Regions from separate parts of the Mus musculus genome. Here regions 2 and 3 are each linked to region 1. Evidence: chromatin contacts called from public HiChIP or PLAC-seq data. All regions are on one chromosome and are shown on one strand. Each heading gives the region's core, a stretch centred on a gene start, on an enhancer-like site or on the middle of the called end of the contact. The rest is flanking DNA. Distances are from core to core; before and after follow the strand shown. Region 1 holds the start of Iqsec1 (IQ motif and Sec7 domain 1). Region 2 holds the start of Tmem43 (transmembrane protein 43). Region 3 holds the start of 4930471M09Rik (RIKEN cDNA 4930471M09 gene).

The links. HiChIP or PLAC-seq counts read pairs in DNA pulled down with a chosen protein or histone mark.
Region 2: an H3K4me3 HiChIP or PLAC-seq map of embryonic forebrain shows a contact between it and region 1, with 2.7 times the contacts expected there. The contact joins the promoter of Tmem43 here to the promoter of Iqsec1 in region 1.
Region 3: an H3K27ac HiChIP or PLAC-seq map of embryonic stem cells shows a contact between it and region 1, with 3 times the contacts expected there. The contact joins the promoter of 4930471M09Rik here to the promoter of Iqsec1 in region 1. A contact is called at or near these places in 1 of 484 Hi-C or Micro-C datasets (stem cell-derived neural stem cells) and 5 of 115 datasets of contacts at active chromatin or transcription factors (embryonic basal ganglia, embryonic hindbrain, embryonic limb bud and 2 more).

Annotation. Positions count from the first base shown.
Region 1 is chr6:90,807,619-90,812,271 of GRCm38.p6, forward strand. Iqsec1 (IQ motif and Sec7 domain 1) reads right to left here and starts at 2,505. Exons shown (of 14, transcript NM_001134384.1): 1 at 2,150-2,505. The coding sequence starts at 2,172.
Region 2 is chr6:91,471,333-91,475,985 of GRCm38.p6, forward strand. It overlaps Tmem43 (transmembrane protein 43), which reads left to right and starts at 2,375. Exons shown (of 12, transcript NM_028766.3): 1 at 2,375-2,566. The coding sequence starts at 2,555. It overlaps Chchd4 (coiled-coil-helix-coiled-coil-helix domain containing 4), which reads right to left and starts at 2,091. Exons shown (of 3, transcript NM_133928.2): 1 at 1,984-2,091. The coding sequence starts at 2,005.
Region 3 is chr6:91,438,043-91,442,695 of GRCm38.p6, forward strand. 4930471M09Rik (RIKEN cDNA 4930471M09 gene) reads right to left here and starts at 2,812. Exons shown (of 3, transcript NR_045980.1): 1 at 2,319-2,812. It overlaps 1810044D09Rik (RIKEN cDNA 1810044D09 gene), which reads left to right and starts at 2,945. Exons shown (of 2, transcript NR_038153.1): 1 at 2,945-3,116; 2 at 3,400-3,713.

The DNA.
Region 1 (4,653 bases), core at 1,255-3,754:
GTTGAGTTCCTTCCTCTCTGTACCTCAGCTTCATGCTCTGCATAAAGGGATTGATCATACTATATTTGCAGCAGTCAAGGGAGGCAGAACCAAGCCACAGGATATGAGAAAACACGTGACTAGCCAAGACTGCTCTGAGCTGACAGCCATCAGCCCCCTTCCACACGGCTGGCCTGGAGAATCAGAAGTCTAGAGCAGTAGTTACTGAGAGATCCCTTGGCTGGGCTGAGCCCTGCCCTGGTCAAGTGAACTATGATAGAGAACAAACATAGGCTGCTAACTGCTAGTAGGTAAATCAGCAAGGCCTGCTTGGCTCCAAACCCTCTGAGCTGTCTTCCAGACTTCCCCAGCCAATTTGATTGTGATGGTTGATACCAACAGAATACGGGAGGGGGGGGGGATAGCTCAGCCTACAGAGCCCCAAGAGTTAAGAGTAGAGAGACCTTCAAGGAAAGGAGGTGGGGGGACCATATAGGTGCTGCCAACAGGGCTGCCTAAGGCTGTGTTCAGATGTAAGCCTCTGGCCCTCGACAGGTTGAATGAACCTTGGAAGCATAAAGGACTCTAAGCAGCGCTCCTGGCAAGATGTTTTCCATGAAAAGTCCAACATCTAGGCCAGTGCACACCAGGTTTTCAGAGGTGATTTGTCCAGTCTCCGTTTCCCCATTTTAAAATGGGGGCAGGGGTTGTCTTCATTCCTGTCCAGGCAAAATCTTTCAGAAGGTGTTCCCTAGCTTTGGAAACAGGCCCAGGGGCCAGCTGCTCTCTGTGAGAACTGTCACATTTCATGCTAATGACATCTTCCCTCCACAGCAACTTGCAGTGGCCTCTGCAAGTTGTCAGTTTTTTTTTTTGACACTAAAGGCTCCTGTGCCATTGAAGGAGTGGCAGGAGGAAGGAGGCTGCTGCCAGGAAAGTACCTTCCCCGAAGGTGAGAAGGTGAGATGAAGTTCCATGCTAGGAAGAGCGCTACTATTTCTGGTCTTGCCACGGAGAGCAAGGACCCTGTGTGGTCCCCTCAAACACCAAAGAACTCACAAGCTTTTCCAGAGCCTCCTGCAGGGGCCCAGCCTGATTATGCAGCTACAGGCAAGGTTTACTTTCCTTCAGGCTCATTAGCATGGGATCCGCCCCTCTCAGGAGGGGAGGAGGCAAGGCCTAAGGAGGGCTCAGAGGGCCCTTGATGGGGCTTGGGGGCCTCTTGGAGTTCAAAGCCAGTCTGAAGAGAGTTTGAATTTCCCAGATGACCTCCTAAAAACTGTTGCAAGCCTCCTCTCCTAGTCCTGGTGGCTGATCCCAATTCAAGAACGTCATGCCTTGCTTTTAAACCTTGAAAGGTCCAAGATTACCAAACTGTCTCTATCAGCTTCCAAGCACTGAGCAGGTAGTACTAGGGCAGACTGAGACCAGACCCAAGTCTCATTCAGTCCCCAGGGCCTAGAGTGCCCACATAGGGCAAAGGTTTCTCTTCCCAGAACAGCACCAGCAGAGCCCCCAGAGAGCCTAGAAGGAAGCTGGCATTTGAATCCCACTGCCCCCTGGGAAGCCTGGCTTCACTAAGCACAGCTTTGCTTCCATAAATACCCAGTCCCGTGATGTCACCACCCTAAGCCCGACTTTCACCACCTCCGCTGCTGGCATCAGGCCCAGCAGACGGGTGCTCAGTACCGGCACATTACACCTGTGCTTGACAGCTGGACACTGCTGCCACCTTCACCTGTCTATGGAGAAGGCCATCTCCTGCCACTATCTCAGCCTGCTGCTGGCCTTCCACCTGGCTTGGGTGCAAGCCATGGGCTTGCTGAGTATCAAAGCTTTCCCTAAATAGGTCTGTCAAGGGCACTGACAAAAGCCTAGACCACGGCCATGAGTCTGGGACCCTCATTTGTGGATGTGGATTAGGAGGAGGGTGCCTGCTTCAGTAGGGGACTTTCACAGCTCAAGGAAGACTTGCTGACTAAGATTCTTTTCCCCCTCATCATCAACAACACTGCCTTTGCCGCAGGGGTACAAACATTGGACGAAAGCTTGCTCCCCCTGGACGCCACCTGCAGAGCAGCCACCCCACCTCCACCAAGCCCCTCACTTCAACATGAGTAGTGGTCCTTTCTGCCTCAGGCTTTAGGATAAACTTGTCTTGCATACTCACAAATAGCGTCTTCGGCAAGCCATCCTGCCCAAGTCTGATTTCCTTCTCTCTCCTGCCTGGGCTGAGGAGGCTCAAGGTGGTTCAGAGGAGGAACAGGATGCTCAAGCGAGGTGGAAAGGAAGAAAATGAAAGCCAAGGGCAGTCACTTTCCCAGGACTGGCAGGTTCATCTAGATATGCTGGATGTAATGTGGCAGGGGGCTCCAAACAGGTCCTCCTACGCAGGGTTTACACTGTGCCCAGAAGCCTGGGAAGACGTCGAGTCACCATGGTCGCCAGGTTGGGCGGGGGCGTCTGCCTCGCTGCTACCTGGGACTTCCTTGGGAATTTTCCCTCCCGCACATCCGGGGTGGCAGTGCGCTGGGATGAGGAGGGGAGGGCTGGAGGAGGGGGGTGTCTGTGCCGGTTTGCTCTCGCAGCATCCGGAGGAGGGACAGGAGTGCAGGAGCGCCCCCTCCTTCCAGGAGCAACGTAGTGCGGCCTCGCTGGACCAATCGCCAAAGTGCTCGTTGCCATGGCAACTGCAGCATCAAACAGGGCCGCCCTGTGGGTGCGGCTGCAAAACCAAGAGCCCTGGCGCTGAGACCAATGAGGTGGCTCCTTCTGGCCCTCACTGGAAACCTGGAAATCTGTTGCTAAAATGCACTCGCAGCCCGAAGAATGTAATGATGGCATTGCTTTCCAGGGCAGCTTTCCCGTCCCTGGCATGGAAACATAGGAGCCACTAAACTAAGAACTCAGGAGATCTTGTGTCCTGGAGTTAGGGGCCATGAGACTTCAGCAAGCAGAGTGTCTCCTGGGAATTTCAGATGTGATACTGTAAAATGGGATCATGACAGTTGTGTAACTGGTTCAGGAGGGCTGACCACATACAGTAACTGACATAGCTTGTTATGCACACATCAAATCCTGAGGAGGCACGAGGGTGGGGGGGTGGGGTAGGTGGAGGGGGTCCTCATTCATTTAGGACTAACAGACACAGGGTGGCCCAGCCAGCACTTTGGCCTGAGTCTTCACTTGCAAAGCTGCCTCCAGGGAAGGTAGTGAGAGTGTGAACCCTCTGGATGAGGGTGGCAGTTGCCAGGCTATTTTCTTTGTTCCATTCTTTTAGCTTCTCAGACCCACTGAAGTTGGGGGAAGAGGGAGGCTTCACTCTTGAGTTCTGTTCTTTTATTACAGAGAAAATGGATCTCAGAGGCAATGAAAAACTTATGGAAGGTTACACAGCAAAGAGGGACAGAGGCCAGATGAGGAGGAACTCATTCATCTGGCGAAGTGTCCTTGTATGCAGCGTAGAAACTGCTGAAGCAGCTGGGTAGCCAAAATACAGGGGGCTCTAGGAATGGCCAGTCTTTCCATGAGAGCCCCCCTCCCCAGAAGAATGCTGTCATAGGAATAATTCAGATTTATGTAGGCTTAGCACATGGTAAACTGGTCCACTCTCTCTCCTTGATTGAGTTGCTCTGTATTTTATCAAGATCAGGATACCACCACAGCATCAGAAGAGGTCCTTCCAGAAATGTGTGTCATTAACCACAGCTGCTCATAAAGGCACCCTGGGGGGGTGTGGGTACTAACACCCCCACCTGTGTGCTTGTGCTTTCAAACTTCTTAAAGAGGAGCTGCTTTTCCCACTCTCATATCACAGACGAGTAAACTGAAGCTGTGATTGAGAACTGTCCACCCTGTGTGCACTCTGCTCTAAAGGCCCCATCCTGGGCTGCTTCTTGTCCTCCTTTTGGACCCATGACATCCATTGTATGCCTGTCTCTTTTCTGGCTGCTCTTCCAGAGAGGCACACACATCTTGATCCTGCTGTATTTTAAAGAAGAGTGAGTGATAAAGACCTCCACACTCAAAAACAGCTGCCAAAGCTTTCAGGCTTTGACAAAGCATTGAGTGCAGCACACAGTTGTTCTCACACCTGATGTTCTTTGCCTGGCACCAGTCAGATAAAGGAAACTCCATAATGTTGACATTCCAGCTGGTCTCTTAACTTGAGACCCCAGAAGTTCCTGAGTTTCAGGAAGCAACAGAAAGTACAGGAGCATGCTATCACCAAGTGAGAGTCAGACTGCTTGGTTCAACTTTGAAGATGTGAACACACAAGGTTTCAGAGTCACAGAAATGGTGTGGCAGACTGCACCTGTCCACTTCAACTGTGACCAGATGCCTGAGGTGTGAGTGAGTGGTAGTCAGCCTTGCATGACTGCCTGCCCCTGGGTAGAATTGTAAGACAGGACCACCCAACAATCTACATGTTCAGGCTGAGGCTGACATAGAGCATTTCATAGCCAGTTTCTGGACCCATGTCCCCATCTCATCCCTACAGTCTAGGAGAAGCAAACGCCTCCAGGGCTGGTTCCAGAAATTTCCTATCTAGGACTTTGCCTCATAGACTGGAAAATTCCAACCTGCAGGCTGATAGGGATATTCAGGCAGAGTGTCTCTGTCTTCCAACCTGTGGCCATCTGTCCCCTAGGCAGGAGCATAACAACATTTGGG
Region 2 (4,653 bases), core at 1,125-3,624, 660 kb after region 1:
GAAGCTGGGTTTTTTGCTTGTTTTCTTTCTCTTTTAAAAAGATTTATTTATTTATATGAGTACATTGTAGCTGTCTTCAGACACACCAGAAGAGGGCATCAGATTCTATTATAGATGGTTGTGAGCCACCATGCGGTTGCTGGGAATTGAACTCAGGACCTTTGGAAGAGCAGTCAGTGCTTTTAACCACTGAGCCATGTCTCCTGCCCATTTCTCTTGTTTTTTTTTTTTTTTTTTTTTTTTTTTTTTTTTTTTTTTTTCCTGAGACAGGGTTTTCCCTGTAAAATAGCTCTGGCTGTCCTAGAACTCAGAGGACTCCACACACCTCTGCTTTCCAAGTGAGGGATTAAAGGCATGTGCCACCACGCCCGGCTTTGGGCTGGTTCTTAAAGGATAAGTTAGCAATTCAGAGAGCTGGAGGAAGAAAGCACCTGACAAAGGGCACAGCCAGAAGAGCTGAGGAGCAGGAGGAAGAACATGAGACTGGAAGAATAACACCGCATGGTCTCCTAAGTCCTTACATACTATTTTTTGGTTTGTTTTTGGACAGGATCTCACTATGTAGCTCTGGCAGGCCTGGAACATGCAATTTATTTTACACTGGCCTTGAACTCACAGAGACTGTAGGTAGCGGCATGTGTTTTTAATTCCAGAATTTGGGACGAAGAGAAGAATTTGAGTTAGGGGCACATACTGAGACTGTCTCAAAAACGGAGAACCACTAAACACATACACACACACCTTTTGAACCAGGAAGAAGACGGGCTCTATGTTGCATTAGCAGCTGATGGACCCATCCTCCTTCCTGAAAAACCCGAGGTCTGTAAATCCATCAAGAGGGGTAGAAATGTTTATCTGCATAGCCTCCTTAACTCAAAGACTCGTCATCAACCTACCAACTAGGTTGGAGGAAACAAAAGTCATCCTAGGAATCCGCCTAACAGTGCTGGGTCAAGGACTTTCGTATGCGGAACACCAAGTGCTAACCAACAGAAACAGTCCTCGGGAGAGGCACCAATGATGATGCTGGGAAGGAGGGGGTTCTACAGCGGACTGGGGCCTTCTAACTGGATGTATGGCCTTGGGTGGATCACTTCCTCCTTTGTACCTCATGTTCTCTAGACTTAAGAGTAAAGGAGCTGAGAATTCTGGGTGAACCAAGTCTCTCTGTAGCTTTGTATTCTCAAGAGCCCTCCAACTCTTTCCTGCCTTGGGCACGTGCTTCGTGAATACCAGAGTAAATGACGCCTGATCTCTCAATTTACAGGAGTGGAAACTAGGGCCTGGCGGGTTTGGCAGCTCAGACATAAGAAGCCAGTCAGTGCTGGGAGACCTTAGAGCAACAGATTGGTCTGGATTCTTCTGGGTTGCTGCTTACAGGTAACAACAGGTAGTGAGTGGTCCTCAACGTGGCTAGAAATGACGGAAGAAAGGAAGCTCTTTCATAGCGGGTCCCGGTTTCGTGACCTGATGTGGGTTCCTGGATCGAGTAACCTGTCTTAATTTTCCGTTTGATAAGACGTGGACAGTAAGGGAACCCGACATATAAAAATGGCTACGTTAAGTTTAAAAGCGTGCCTAGTACACAGAAGGCGCTCACTAAATGCTCCTGCCAGATGCACTTCAGCACGCCCACTCTAGCCCAAGCGGTAATTTTTCGGGATAGCTAAAAAGCCTGGGCGGGATAGAACCACGTGGGGAGTGCTAGGAGCGACGGTGTCTAATTCCTAACAGTCCCCGATTCCCAGCCAGAGACAACGTGCTCCACACTGGCCAGGCCCACGTGAGGCCCTCCGAGGCCCGGGTTCGGGCTTCACCTTGACCTTGGACCGGCCTCGTTCCTCACGGAGCCTCTGCCTCTCTCGTCTGGAAACCGCCGCGTGAGGCCCACTAAAGGGCCCACAGCCGCTCGGTGGAGACCACTTGATCGCGTGTCTCTCGCAGGCCCGTCCCGGCCGGTCTCCATGGCAGCGCCCGACTCACCTTCCTGCCGGCAGTAGGACATGGTTGTTCCCGACAGTCCTCTGCAGCTCGCAGAGGCAGCGGGCGCGGCTGGAGCGGATACACCTTCTCGCCGTGACCTCCCTCGCCGCTTCTCAGGCCTGGCGGGTGGCACTGAGGCCCGCACAGACCCGCCCCCTCCAGGCCTGCCCGCCGCGCGCCTGCCTCCGCGCGTCCTAAGCACCAGAACCGCTTCTCAGTCGAAAACTACACTGACCAGCAGCCCTTGCGCCTCTCCAACTAGACCGATACTACATTTCCCAGAAATCTTGCAGCGCGCACGCGCACCAGTGAAATACAGTGGTTTGTAATTTTGTGGCGAACGTGTCAGACGTCGGACTACATTTCCCAGCAGCCCTTAAGATGCGCACGCGCAGACAACTTGAGGCTTAGGCAGGGCGGTAACTTTTGTCCTGCGTCCCGCCAGGTCCTGGATTCCACGAGAAGTCTTGCAGCTCTGTGGCAGACAGGAGGTCACCGTATTCTGCGTTCCGGTCGTCAGCCCAATTCCTAGCGGAATAGAGCAAGACGGCGGCAGCGAACCAAGCCCACCATGGCAGCGAACGTAAGTGCTTCCTGATGCCCGGGTGACACCATCATCCGGGCCGCTTTTTCCCTGGATCCGCGCTGGGTCTTACAGGGGTGCTACCCCAGTGGGTGCAGCTGCCCTCAGCTCTCTGAGCTTCTCCATCTCGGGCTGCGCGTTTGTGGGCCTCAGCAATTAGTCGAGTCCGCTCGTGCACGGCTGCTTCTTCCACTCCTAGTTTCTCTCTGGGCCCCTGGGGATACGAAACTTGGGGAACTTGGGGAACTGAAGGACCACGGGGAAAGTGTCTATTGGTGAGCAGACTGATGAGGTGATCCTGCCCAGGTGGAACTGTCCAGCAAATGCTTCTTTGGTCTTCGCTCCCTAGGGGGTGTGTACTCAAAGGCTGTGTGATGCTACTGTAGCTGGACTAGCCTGGCTGGATGACGTGGAGAGGGAGACTTTTCTCTGCTGCCGGGTTCCTGGTGCACTGATTTGGTTAGAGCCCCTAGCTGAGGATAGTTCACCCAGACCTCTGGCCTCTTCCTACTGCAACTAGTCCTTAAGAATTTTCCTAGTGAATCTTAACATTCATTCAACAAACGGAGCAACACCACCTACTAGGGGACTGGGTGTGGGAGAAGCCGGTGAGTCACCAGTGCCTCTGGTGAAAGCGCCTCTGAAGCCATCTCAGGAGCACTGCCAGCCCCAGGCACACCCTTACTCCCTCCTTGGTAGAGTGTCACTACAGCCCTCCTTGGGCCTGTTACACCCTCTTCCCAGGCCCCTCCTCAGTCCGGCAGACTTCACCTCCTGGGAGGCCGGAGTTTGTTTCACCCACTGTGCAAGCAATATCTGTTTGGCATATTGTCTGGCCCTGGCAGGGGAAGAGAACCAAAGGTTAGGAATGCTGCACTGGAGCCAGAGGAGAAGGCAACCAGCAGGCCAGCCTGGCAAGAGCAGGCAGACCCCTTCTGATCCATCTCATCAGCGTCATATCTCACCGTTCCCCAGAAGAAGACACCTGCTTGGGGGCTCGTAGCCAGCTTGGCATGCTACATCCCCAGCCTGGGAAGGTGCTGATGAGGGCAGACTTTGGAGACAAGCCCGGAGGCAAATCCAGATTCTTCTACTCTAACTCCTTTGGGTTTACTCTCTCATGGGATCAGTTACTTTGAAATTTGAGGAAGGTTGCTGGGCACAGAGCCTGGTACATGGGAGGTACTTAATCCTTGAAAAAGTTACTCTTAGAGGCTAGCCCACACAGTCTTGGTAGGCAGAGACCATCTTGGATTCTCACACTAACAAACATAGACACAATGGGATATCTTCAGATGTCTTTGTCCATTTATTGTTATATTACTTTCCTGGGAAGACTTGAGCTTTTATTAATGTCAGCAGGATAGCCATAGACCAACTCCATCTTGGTGAACCAAAGAGGTTATCTTGGGTGACTGATGGAGGTGTGTGCCGTCCCTTCTGTTAGCCCCCTGTCTCCTGTATCCTCTAGCAGTACTGTACACTGCTGGGGGTGTGACATAGGAGGAGGTGAGAGGCTAGAATCTCAGGTGATGGTATAAAGATCCTCGTCCACTCTTCCAGGGAACATGCCTGATCATGTGAGGGGTTCATCTAAGCTATTTGGGTCTCAATATGACCATGGCTGTGTCATGCCTAGAGACAATACCAAAGCATCCATACTGTAGCTGAGTCACCAGGCAGGGTAAGCAAGAAAAATCTTAAGACAGTGAGTGGAACAAAAGCTCCTGAGTTCAGTATAACAACTTTCCTGTCAGGTAGGTATTATCACCAGCAAGTGAGGAGTCAGGACCAGAGAGGTGGAGCACATGTTGCCAGGTTCCAAAGCAACAGAGCTAGGATTCCAACCCTGGTGTGCCAATATCCAGGCCCAGTATGTTCCCACCCATTGATTCATCATTTATTGATTCTCAGCCCAGTATGCTGGAAGTGGAATGTGTTACTTAGGATACATAAGTGTACATATACACAGGTATATACATATAGATGCTATTTCCCACCTCACCTCTCTCCCAGCTGGAGGAACATCTTCCTGGCCTCCCTTCCTTCCTGGCCTTAAGGGGAGCCAGCAGGAACACAGGACTTTT
Region 3 (4,653 bases), core at 1,562-4,061, 630 kb after region 1:
CCAAATGCTGTTTCGGCATCAGTTGATAACAATTCTATGTCTCTTCCTTGAGCTTCTGAGATGGACTCTATTAGTCGATTTTCACCTTCCAGCTGGTTTAAACACCTGGAGTGACTCACACTTGCTCAAGGTTTGGAGTCTTCTCTGGTTTCACTGTCAGGGTGATTCCTTCTCAAAATGAGCAGGGCTTCTCTCTGCCTTTATCTTCTGAAAAAGTTGGTAACACACTGACAGTGCTGCTTCTTTAAATGTTTGGTAAAATTCATTAGAGAAGCCATTTGGTGATAGGTTGTTTTGGTTGTTTTTTTTTTCACATTATTCATTCATTCAATTTTCCCAGTGATATAATTCCATTATACTCTCTATTTCTCCTCTGGTAGTTTTAGTGCCTGAAGGAATTGATCAGCTTCATCTAAGCCTTTAACAATTAACTTTTAATTAAAAGTTTACAAAGAGAGCAAAAATACAATGCAGTTAATTTACAAATGCTTTCTTTAACTATTCTAAAAGAAAAATCAATACAGTTTCATTGAAAGTCTTCCAGAGAATAATACTGCCCCACTGCCACTTTTTGTTAAAACATTATGACTAAGATATATATGTATATCTTATGTTCCACATTGCCCAACAGAATCCTCTGATATTACTTGACTTATGACTGTTTAATAGGTACTAATTATTTATTTGCATTTGCCATCTAATCATTAAGTAGAAAATTCTTAACAATATAGAAATAAACAGCTAAGACAATTTTCTCCCAAAACTTTCTAAAAGAACGCACTTTTTTCCAGTTTAAATATTAGAGTTTGTACACTCAGTATTTTAAGGAAATGTCCTAGTCTATACAAAAAGACAATACATTGGAACAAATGCTATTTTTGAAGGAATACATGCATTTTTATTGTTTACATATAAAATACTGTAAGGGTCAGCCAGTGCTGGCCCATTATTAGCAGTCTTGGAAGCATTCTAAGCATATTCCTAGAAAGTCATGTTATCAACAGTGGTAATCCCTCTCGCAGCATTTTGATGTGTTGTCCTTTTAGGAACCTAAAATTGATTCCCATTTTTTCGCTGTTGAAATTCTGTTTCCAGTTTTTAAATGATTTTCCTCGGTTTCTTTCTATTACTTTACTGTTTGATTTCTAATATTCTCAGGAGGAAGTTTAAATTACTGGCACCAGATCTTTCTTCTTTCCGGGGTACACAGCTAGTGTTACAAATCTACATGTGGACCTTGTTTTTGCTGCAGACCACAAGGTTGGTGACTTGGTTCCATTTCTTCCTCCCCAGTTCCTTCTTTGTCCCTTTTATTTTCAGGAATAGAATCCAGGGCTTCGCTATGCACTAGACAAACACTACACCACTGACCTCCACACCCAGCCCCTTTTTCCAAATTTATTTTTGACTTCTTTTAAGTTCACATTTAGATCTGACTTGCAGTTTGGAAGCTGCACAATTCACAATTTGGAAATCATGGGAAACACAACCAATAACACCTATAAACCAAATCTGCATGTGAGGATGGATGGGGTGGGGGGCTCCTGTCATGCATAGGGAGAGGACCTTTGAGTCTACTGCAAACTCACGGGAGGTACCAGGAGTCTCACCAGATAGGAGAGGCACCACTACCATAAAACAGACCTCAATTGACTTAAACTAGGGATCAGTCTTAGAGAATAGATATGAGGGACAGGATACTAGAATCAGACTGAGAGAATGGTTGGGTGTGTGCCCTGGGGAGTTAGGTCTGTGTGTTTGTGCTGTTTTGCCATTCATCCAATGATGGACACCCACACTGAGTCCATGACTTAACAAGTGCTGTACAGGAGTTTATATTCCTTCAGGCGTGGCACAGTCCTGGGCAAGTTATGAAAGGAGTCAGATTAAATCTCTAGATGTTTTCAGGAGAGGCTGCCAGCCCTAACAGCTGCCACACATCCCTCCATATACACCCCCACCACAGATGATGGCTTCTGTGTAGTCCAATGAGAAAATTTTCTTCTTAGGGTACTTTTTAAAACATTTTTGAGACCTGTATAATTAGTCCATTTGTGTCATGAGAAAACTTCGTTTCAGCTGTTTGTTTTTTCAATAAGATGACTTTCCTTAACAGGCAAAAAAGCAGTACTCATCTTTATTATTGATTTGAGATAGTATATATATATTCAGGAAAGTTGTCTTAATTTCACATTAATTACATACATTGCTTTCCTCCTTTATCTTTATACATAAAATAGGCTGTTGATATATCTTGAAGAATTTTAAAGGATATTAAATGTTTGATTAAAAAAAAAAAAGGAGTTCGTGCTGAATACCTGTTCTCTCAGCGAACACTCACTCAATCACAAAGCAAATGTCAGTGTTTCTTCTGGAAAAAATCTTATCCAAAGTTTACAATCAAAATTACAAATGGATGGGATTAGCTCTTAAACATACTAAAAGATGTATCATAGATGTAAAACCAACTGTTTTACAGTTTTCGAGCTCACTCTCATGTGGTTCCACATACTCTGGTTCCAGGAGTTAGTGCTACGGGGCCTGCTCACTCACCCCACAAAAAAATGAGCGATAAGACTGAGGGCGGGAGGTCATTATGAGCTGGTCGCCCGGGAGGGCGAGTTTGGACCGTGCAGTACCTTGCTAGCTGAACAGGACAGGGTTAATGTCTAGAATATACAAAGACTCAAAAAATGAATACCTAGAAGTCAAGTGATGGGCTACGGATATGAGAATACAGTTCTCAAGAGTGTTCAAACGGCCAGTTCCACCCGAATATGAACCGACAGCTAGAATGCCAAGGTAGCTGCACGGGACCTTCCTGCTAGACTGAAGCGCTAGCAATGGAGAAGCTGGGCGGAGCCTCCAGTGCAGTAGCGGCGACGGCGCGGTTACATGACGTCATCCTGAGGCGCTGGCCAGTAGCGTCATCAGTTTGAGCCGCTTTCCTTGCCTTGGTCCCTGAGAACCGTCTTCCGACCCTTCCTCCTTCGGTGCTGACTGCTCCCGCGGCTCTTTACGCTGAGATGTTTCACTGACTTCTGCCTGAGATCTGGAAAAGGAACACTGCCCAATAGATGAACATGTGTGAAAAATAACTTCCAAGGAACATCATGGTACTAAGTATCAAATGGAAAGGGAAAGCGAGCAGGCATATTTCTGCCATGGCAGAAACAGCTCTCATAGGCTTCAGAAATAGCCTCCTCCCCGCCGCACCCCACCCCCACCCCCGAGTTCGTCTTCCTCCTGATGCGGGAGGCTTGACTCCAGGTGTTGTTTAGTTTCCTTATCAGTAGCACGTGATGGGGTTCACATATCCACTGCCAGGTCTAGTGGTTGCTGCTTGTTACTAATCCCGAGGCTATCCTCAGATCCCTCATCTCTTCCGCTTTCTTACAGTGCGCAGGGACTGTGCTAAACAGAAAACTGTCAGTCACTGCGGGAATGTGCCTCCCTGATCGCCGCGATCGCCCGCTGCCGCAGCTGTTTCTCCTTCACACGCATAGGCTCCCTGTCTTGCATGGGAGGGAGCAGACCCAGGGGACACCAGACCAACTTGAGTTCACATGGGTTGACTATCCACACCTCTCTCCTCTGTCTTTGGTATCCCGTGAAGTGTGCTGTGTCTCCTCTACCCTGTGATTCCTGTTCATCTCAGGAAGCAGCTGAAAGGGTCAGGAAGGTCCTGGGACATTAAACTACTGTTTGGATGATGTTTGTCTACACTCATTTTCTGGGGAATGATGCGGCTGCCAGACCACGTTAGTGGTCAACTGTCAGGAGTCACATGTGTCCTGAGTCCCTGTGGCCTGAGGGCTCCAGCTATCCCTTCAGTTCTTGGCACAGAGATGTGCTCATGACTGCTGAGCAAGGACAGCTCACAAATCTGTCAGGTTCGAGAGCTCTTCTGCTTGACCCCCTCACTACAGAGGAGGCATCTGGGACCTCACTGCCTCTGGATGTACATCCACTATCCCTCTTCCCAAAATCCCCACAATCACACCTGGACTCATGCTTCAGGTTTCTGTCCAAGGGCTCCAGCTCCCTTATGGCTGGTCCTGTGATGAGGCAAACCATCGTGGTGGCTGGTGAGCAGAGTGACTTGTCTTAAGGTGGACAGAAAGCAGAGAGAAGGAAGGGACCATGATCAAAACATACCCATACAAGTCACTTACTTTAACAAGTAGGCCTACTTTTACTAGTTCTGCCATTTGACAATCACCATGTGAAATATCACCCTAAGTAGTTGTATATAGCCTGTAACTCAGGGCCCACAGGCATAACAGGAGCTATGAGTATTATCCAACACATCTGTACATACTGTCAATCACGATGTCGAGATGTGAATGGACACCCCTGGAAAATACCATTATATCGGACACAGTCAGGTATGTGTGTTTCTAAAGTTCCTGGGCATCTCTCAATCCTCACAGCCTGGGGGTCAGTGATGCAGACCATCAGGAGGCCCTGGGAACCGACAGACAGAAAGGACACAAGTTTTCATGTAGCCTGGGCTAGAGTGAGACGCTTTCTCAAAACAAACAAAACCCAAACCCTCAAGAGCTAATGATACAGCCCAGTGGTAGAGCTTTGCCTCCCATAAGCCAGGCCCTGTAGTCGAATCCACAGTCACACATACCACCTCACTTCTCC